2 separate regions of the Oryctolagus cuniculus genome follow, and region 1 is linked to region 2. Evidence: chromatin contacts called from public Micro-C data. All regions are on one chromosome and are shown on one strand. Each heading gives the region's core, a stretch centred on a gene start, on an enhancer-like site or on the middle of the called end of the contact. The rest is flanking DNA. Distances are from core to core; before and after follow the strand shown. Region 1 holds the start of SPAG9 (sperm associated antigen 9). Region 2 holds the start of TOB1 (transducer of ERBB2, 1).

What was found. Hi-C and Micro-C count contacts between places; a contact is called where the count stands out from the background.
Region 1: a Micro-C map of ear pinna shows a contact between it and region 2, with 3 times the contacts expected there. The contact joins the promoter of SPAG9 here to the promoter of TOB1 in region 2. A contact is called at or near these places in 2 of 6 Hi-C or Micro-C datasets (ear pinna and psoas muscle).

The regions. Positions count from the first base shown.
Region 1 is chr17:26,932,790-26,936,255 of mOryCun1.1, reverse strand. It overlaps SPAG9 (sperm associated antigen 9), which reads left to right and starts at 1,458. Exons shown (of 31, transcript XM_051824849.2): 1 at 1,458-1,956. The coding sequence starts at 1,654. It overlaps LOC138846115 (a long non-coding RNA gene), which reads right to left and starts at 2,720. Exons shown (of 2, transcript XR_011383509.1): 1 at 2,587-2,720; 2 at 2,334-2,461. It also overlaps a transcript of NME1 not described here.
Region 2 is chr17:26,686,328-26,690,018 of mOryCun1.1, reverse strand. TOB1 (transducer of ERBB2, 1) reads left to right here and starts at 2,405. Exons shown (of 2, transcript XM_002719288.5): 1 at 2,405-2,868. LOC103351544 (a long non-coding RNA gene) reads right to left here and starts at 1,856. Exons shown (of 2, transcript XR_519312.4): 1 at 1,676-1,856; 2 at 739-1,434.

The sequences.
Region 1 (3,466 bases), core at 209-2,708, 250 kb before region 2:
GCGGGTTAAGCCACACTTATATGAGAAGCTAGCATCCCATTTGAGTGTATAGGCTGGAGTCCTGGGTGCTCCACTTTGGAATCAAGTCCCTGCTAATGTGCTTGGGAAAGCAGTGGAAGATGGCCCAAATACTTGGGCCCCGCCACCCACGTCGGAGACCCTGATGGAGTTCTTGGCTTCTGCTTCAGCCTAGCTTGGCCTCAGCAGTGGAGGCCACTTGGTTAGTGAACCAGCGGATGAAGATCTCTGTCTCTCCCTCTCTCTGTGTAACTCTGCTTTTCAAATAAATAAATCAATCTTAAGTTAAAAAAAAAGTGGGAGACTTTGGGGGACTAATTCATGCTTGGTGAGAGGAACTTGAAAACACCAAGTTGAGGGTATTTATGATCTGGGGAAGTGGCAGATTTCCCCTCCTAAATCCTTGTTTATCTCAATCCTGACTTCCCTCCTCCTGTTAGGTGAGTCACTGAGGCGAAGAGAAGGGGCTTTGAGAACGTATTCCGACCCACTTGGACGCTAGATGAGAACACGGAGAAGTTATCCTTGACTCAGCCCGCTGCAGGCTTGGGTGTTGTGTCATTCCCCACACGTGACGCTGTCCCAGGGCGGAGGAGACCTCACACACCATGGGACTTATTCACCCCAGTGACTCCACCCCTTCCCTCCTCCACTCCTCTTCCAGACCAGCGGAGAGGAAGGTGGCTGGAGCCTGGCGATTGCCTCCGCAGAGCTGGCCGGGAGCAGCAAGAAATTCCATGTTTGGGAAAGTGCAGGATGTGGCGTTACAGTCCTACCCTTCTCCAGAATCCTTTGTACTTCCTGTTTTAGGTTATCCTTATTCCTCCCTCCCATCTCAAAACAGCTGTAGCCCACTGCAGACCACCTTAAAAAGCACTCAGACCATCTCCTGGTTATGGTTGTTGCCCCCCACCCCGCCACTGTTGTTCCTTTTTCTCTGAGCCCGGAATTCTCCGTCACAACTGGTCTGAGTCCCGACTCGGCCTCTTTCCTGATTCTTGACCTTGAGTGAACCACAACTTTTCGGGGCCTGGTTTCTTTGTCCGTGAAACGGGGGCCAACTGTCTCCGCACCGCGCCTGTTGTGACCGTCAAATAAGAATGAGCTTTGTGAGCTGTAAAAAGCAATACCCTTAGCCACGCTCGTCCTGGATGCCAGTCACTCTTCCGGAACCCCTCCCTATCCTCTGGGATCGCCCCACAAGTCCGGCCTCAGGCTGACACTTCTCCCCACCCTACGCTCCACAGCCTTTCCCATTGGCGTCGCGCCCGTCGCGCGGCGCCCAGTGCTGACGCCACAGCCAGCCTCCGCCGGCGCGCGACGACCGCAGCCCCGCCCTCGGCCGCGCCTGGCCTCCCGCGGGGCCCCGCCCATCGGGCCGACGCGGCGCCCGCCCCGCCCCCGGGTGACGTGTTGCGCGCGCGGCCCGGCAGCCCCGGCAGTTGGTGCTGCGGCGGTTGGGGTGAGTGCGCTCACCCCTCCCCTCCCCTCCTCCGGCCCCGGCCCCGGCCCCGACTCGGCCGGGCCCAGCCCCAGCCCCAGCGCCAGCCCCAGCCGGGCCCGTCCCGTGCGGGCCGGTGCCGCTCCTCAGCCGGCGACGCCCCGGGCTGCCCGCCCGCCCGCCCGCCCGCCACCATGGAGCTGGAGGACGGTGTGGTGTACCAGGAGGAGCCCGGTGGCTCCGGGGCCGTGATGTCGGAGCGGGTGTCCGGCCTGGCCGGCTCCATCTACCGCGAGTTCGAGCGGCTCATCGGGCGCTACGACGAGGAGGTGGTCAAGGAGCTGATGCCGCTGGTGGTGGCCGTGCTGGAGAACCTGGACTCGGTGTTCACGCAGGACCAGGAGCACCAGGTGGAGCTGGAGCTGCTGCGGGACGACAACGAGCAGCTCATCACCCAGTACGAGCGGGAGAAGGCGCTGCGCAAGCACGCCGAGGAGGTGAGGGCCGCCGGCCGGCGGGCAGGGCGCGCGCCGCGGGGCCGGGGTCGCGGCCCGGCCAGGGCCGGAGGCGCGCCGGGCCTCCCGGAGGGCGGGCCGGATGCCGAGGCCCCGCGTCAGCGAGCCCGGCGGCCTCGGGGGACCCCGGGACCCCGGGACCCCGGCCGGCGTTGGAAGCCAAGGCAGGCCAGCGTGTGTCCGGGCGAGGGAGGGAGCGCGATGGGAGAGGCCAGGCCCGGAGGAAGCGGCAGCCTGGCCCGAGGACCCCTGGGGGTGGCCGAGGGCGGCGGTCTGAGGCCGTCTGCCAGCTTGGGGTCGTCGGGGGAAGTTTCCGACCACCGTAGGCCGGTCGGAGGGCGGCTCAAACTTTTACCGTTGGGAAGGGGGACACTTCTGTCCTGGATCTGTAACTTGCGCTGGTTCCAGTACCTTTCCAGGGGTTGCCCGCTGCTTTGGAAGTCGGAGATCTCCCTCTTTCGGTCAGTTCTTCCTTGACGTTTTAATCCTGTTAAGAAAGAGGTCTTGTTTTCACGTCTCGTGTGCCTTATCGGGTTCCTGCTTTCTCAAGACGCAGATGCTGCGCCGCGGTGCTCGGTAGAGTACATAATGGTGTTCTGTCGGTACCCTCACCCGAGCATTCCTCCCTGTCAGGTGGTAACCTTGGACAGTTCCCCTCAGAAACCCTCTGTTTATAAAGACGCCTGGGGGGGCGGGGTTGAGGAGGTGCAGGTGACTGTCGCAGCACGTTTGCTGTCTGAGTCTCCTTTTATACTGCGGATTACAGGTGCACTTGCCCGGCTGTTACCTGGCACCGGAGCGCTGACCTCACTCTCTGCGGTCCTTGGCATCTTGAGAGACAGACTTTAGCTGTCAGGCTGTATTCCTGTTATCTCTGGGGAGCTTAGTTAAGGCAGCAGAAATGCCCTATCTGCCTTTTGTTTCTGGAGCAACCAGCACACCTGACGAAATGCGTGTGCCTGGTGACTGAGGAAGTTAAATGACTAATTATAGAAGAAAGGAAGTGCTCTTTGTCAAAAGTACTTGGAAAGTTTTTAGGATGTGAGATTTGTGCAGCGGCTCGTTTCCTAACACTGAAAGTTACCCCATTTAACTGTGTTTTGTCTTGTCGCTTTAGGGGATGCCTTTGCACCGCTTACACGAGTCTTTTTCAGTCTATTTTAAAGCTTGACTAGTGATGATTTTTAGTTCTGATTTTGCGATGCAGTTGTCTCAGAAAATTGCAGTTTAATTTGACTTTATTTCAACAATATTTCCCGGCAGCTAGGGAAGGAAGGGTTGAAAAATCCAATAAAAATGGGATCAAAATATCCACTAGTGTGTTAGCACTGTTTATGGAGCAGGTGTCAAGTACTGCTTCTGAGATGGCTTGCTGCTGCTTCAGGTTTGTGCAGCCTTTGCCACTTCCTGAATGCACCTGGGAGAGGCTGGTGGCTCAGCCACATGGACACAGGGGTGAGGAGCAGGCCCAGCATGACCTGCCACCTCTGGC
Region 2 (3,691 bases), core at 1,156-3,655:
GGGGTGAAATCCTTTTATACCCCTGAGCTAAACAGCAGTTGCTCATTCATTTTTGACATCTGAATTTCAGAATTTAAAATTCCATTTATTGTCATTGATAGTTAATTAGCATCTGATGACTGTTTTAATACTTTTTTTAAAATATCTATTTTTTTAAGAGGCAAAGAGAAAGGGAACTAACTCTCATCTGCTAGTTTGCTTCCCAAAAGCGCAGTCCAGGTCTCCCACTCCGGCGGCAGGAAACCAAGCACTTGAAGCAGTCACACCTGCCCGCCAGGGTGTCATCAGCAGGAAGCTGGAGCCAGAGCAGAGCCAGGGCTGGGAATGGGCCTTCTGCAGGGTTGGTATTTTAAACGTGGACTTACAGACTGTGGACATTCCAAAAGGAGAATCTGTGCCGGTCTGCTACAGAATTCTTGGAGTATGGACAGGGTTGACAAAACTACAATTCATCTCAGCCAAGGCTAACACGCTTCCCTAGTTATAGTGATGTATTTTCGAAAGTACACATCAAAACACATGGCCCACGCATGGTCCTACAATCTGGATGTTGGACAAGGCAGAATTATTTGCCTAATGGTACGGGCAATCCCGCCCCTGGAGTTTCTCTTGGTGAACCATTCCTGAGAGAGCCTACCTAACTTCTTGCCGTTTCTATGCGCCACCAATTATGAGATTAACCGATTTTTATCACAAACGGAATTAACGTTCATTACAGAAAACCCAAAACAGATGAGCACAGGAACGCCGAACGAATCGTTTATATTACATTTCCATGAAGAGGAAGGTTTTTTTTTTTTTAATATAAACTCAAAATGCTTGCCATAGTTTCACAATTCAGTTCTACTCTCCTCTGTTCGCCACCAAACCATCCCAACCCTAATAAAACAAGCCTAAATGTGGAGTCCCCGGGTACAACTTTAGGGATCCGAGCGACAAAAGGAGGCCCCGGCCACGCCCCATCCCCAGACCCCAGCTGGCCCCCGGCTCCTTCCCCTTCCCGCACGCACGGAGACTTCTGAAACATCGTCTCTCCCTGCGGCTCCTTCTCCGGGGTGGGGTGGGGGGTGTGCAGAAGGCGGCTGCACCCAGATTTCGCGCCCGCACAGCGACCAGCCTCTGGCCCGGACACAGAAAGCGGGTTCGTGCCCGCGCAGCGCAGCGGGTCTACGCCGCGCACCGCCTTCCGCGAGCCCCGCTCTTCCGCGGGCGAAGGCCGGCGGCAGCGGCGGTGTTCCGGGAAGCGCGCCCGGGCGCAGGGCGCAGGGCGCAGGGCGCTCCATTCACGGCCCCGAGGCCCGCTCCCGCCCTCGCTCCCCCTGGACCTTCTCTCCGCTCCAGCGGGTCCGACTCTGACGTCCGTCTCCTGGATACCAGGCGGCCAATCGCCTGCTCCTCAGGGGCCGCGCGTGGCCAATCAGGCGTCGTTGCTACCTGTGAGTAATATTTTTAGCTGCGAGGGACGCCCCACGGCTCCCAGTGTAGCTCGGTGTGTTTCTCCGCGGCCGGTTCTGACAAGCCGCTTGCCCGTCCCCCGTGGGTCCCTCTCTCGCCCCGCTCCCTAGGTTTCCGCACCTACGTCCACCGAAAACCCTCCGGAACGCGCCGTGTTTATTCCGTGCACCTGTGTTAACGCCCTTGCCATGCACAAACGCACACGCACACAGATACATACGCAGCTTGGCACGGCGGCGCCACCCCCCAGCCACCGAGGGGCCCTGGGAGTGACATGTGCTCCTTCTTACGGCCTCGGGCCACCCCCAGCTCCGAGCCGCTGCGGGTCGCCCGGGGAGGCCTGACGCGGGACGGCGGAGGCGGTTAAACTGTCACCTGGGCGGAAGGTGCGGCGAGCTGGCCTCCCGTCCCCACCCCCAGCCCGGCGGCTTTGGGTTCTGCAGTTGCCACTCTGCCGGTGGCAGTTGGCCTAGGCCCTGAGGTGATTAATATTCAATTAACCGAGCGCACGAGCCCCAGTCCCAGTCTAGACTCCCTCGGCGTGGGCCAGAGGTCGACTTGGTAGCTCATCCACCAGAGGGATTTTCCTCGGTCACAGTCCCGCTCGGGCCTGTGCGCATTTTCTGCACCCGACCCCTCGCTCTCGAGGTCCCGGGCCGTCCGCCCCGTTCCCCCTGCCGCTTTGCCACCTGCTTCGCTCCCCTCCCCCTGCCTCCTGGCGCTCTCGGCTGCGTCCGAGCGTCAGCAGCCCTGCCCCACCCCTTTCTACCCTCTCTGACACGTCTCTCCTCCAATCCCCGTCTAAGTTTCCTCTTGGTCCCGCCCACAGCCCCTCCAGACTGTCGGCTCATTGGCCATTCTGGTGCCCGAGGAGGTGTGGCCTTCCCCCACCCGGGCCGTTCGCCGCCCGACGGGACATGGGCAGGCGGGACTTGGCCAATGGCGTCGAGGGGTAGGGCCGGGGTGGAGCGAGCCGGCGAGAGTCCGGGGTGCTGGACGGGGAGGGCGGGGAATGGTTACGCCGCCCCGAAGCTGTGTGACGCGGGCGGGCGCGCGCACCCCCACGGAGGGGATTGGGGGCAGGGAGAAGAATATAAAACGAGAGGCGGGGCGCGCGCCGCGGCAGAAGGAGCGAAGCTCTGGCCCGGCGTGGAGTGGGCGCTCTACGGGGACGCTGGGCCGGGGCACCGGGCTGTGTGGAGAAGTGAGCGCGCTCGCCTGACCCCCGTCCCCGCCACCCCGAGCCAGAAGCCGCGAGCTCCTGAGGCCCGCCCGAGGCCTGCGTCCTCCGTCCGGCGGCGGCGGCGACGACGTCTTGCATTCGGTCGACTCGCCGCTCCCGCGCCCCCGCCCTGCCGCCCCTTCTGCCCTCCCGGCCGCCAGCCTGTGGTGGACGCAACCCCGCAGCAGCCCGTAAGTATCGGCGAGGCGGCGGGCGGCAGGGAGACGGGAGCCCAGACCGGGGCGCCGAAGGAGGGGCTGCAGCGTCGTCGAGCCCCGGGCCCTCGGGGTGGGGTGGGGGTGGGGGGCTCGGGGACGGCGGCTTCGCGGCCGTGGGCGCGGACGGACAGCTCCCGGGACCCGACGGGAGCGGCTCCGGACGCCCGGCCCCGAGGCGTCGGGCTCGGCGGGGGCCCGGCGGGTGACCGGGAAGGGAGGCCCGGGGCGAGCCGCCGGAATCGGGGGTTGGGGCTCCCGGGAGGGGCGGCGAGCTCGCGGGCAACGCTGGGGTGCGAGGGGCCGGTGGCCGCTGAGGCCGAAAATGGTGCCGGGGAGCCGGTGCTCCCCGGGCCCTGGCCGGGTCCCAGGAGCCTCGGGCGGGGGGCGGGGGCGGGGAGAGGCGGGTCAGGTTACGGCGGGGGGAGGGGAGCGGCTGACCGGCGGCGCCGGACCTGCCCGGTGCCCGGTGCCCGGCCGCGGGAGCTGGCCTTTCCCCTTCCCGTGGCCTTCGTCGTCGTTGTCCCCTTCCTCCTCCTCCTCCTCCTCCCCGGGAGCTCGTACTCTTCCTCCTCCTCCACCTCCTCCTGCTGTAGCTGCCGCCGTAGCGCTTGGGCTCCGGGCGCTGTGAGCAGAAATCTAATGAGAACTGGCTGTTTATGTAATTCTCCACACTCCCGTGTTCAGGCGCCGCCTGAAAACTACCTTCCGCCCAGCCCGAATGCGCTCGGCGGCACCTTCCAGCCATCGAGCCTCATCGGCCGCCTCTGCCCGCACTCGGGCGTGGGGCTCGGAAAGT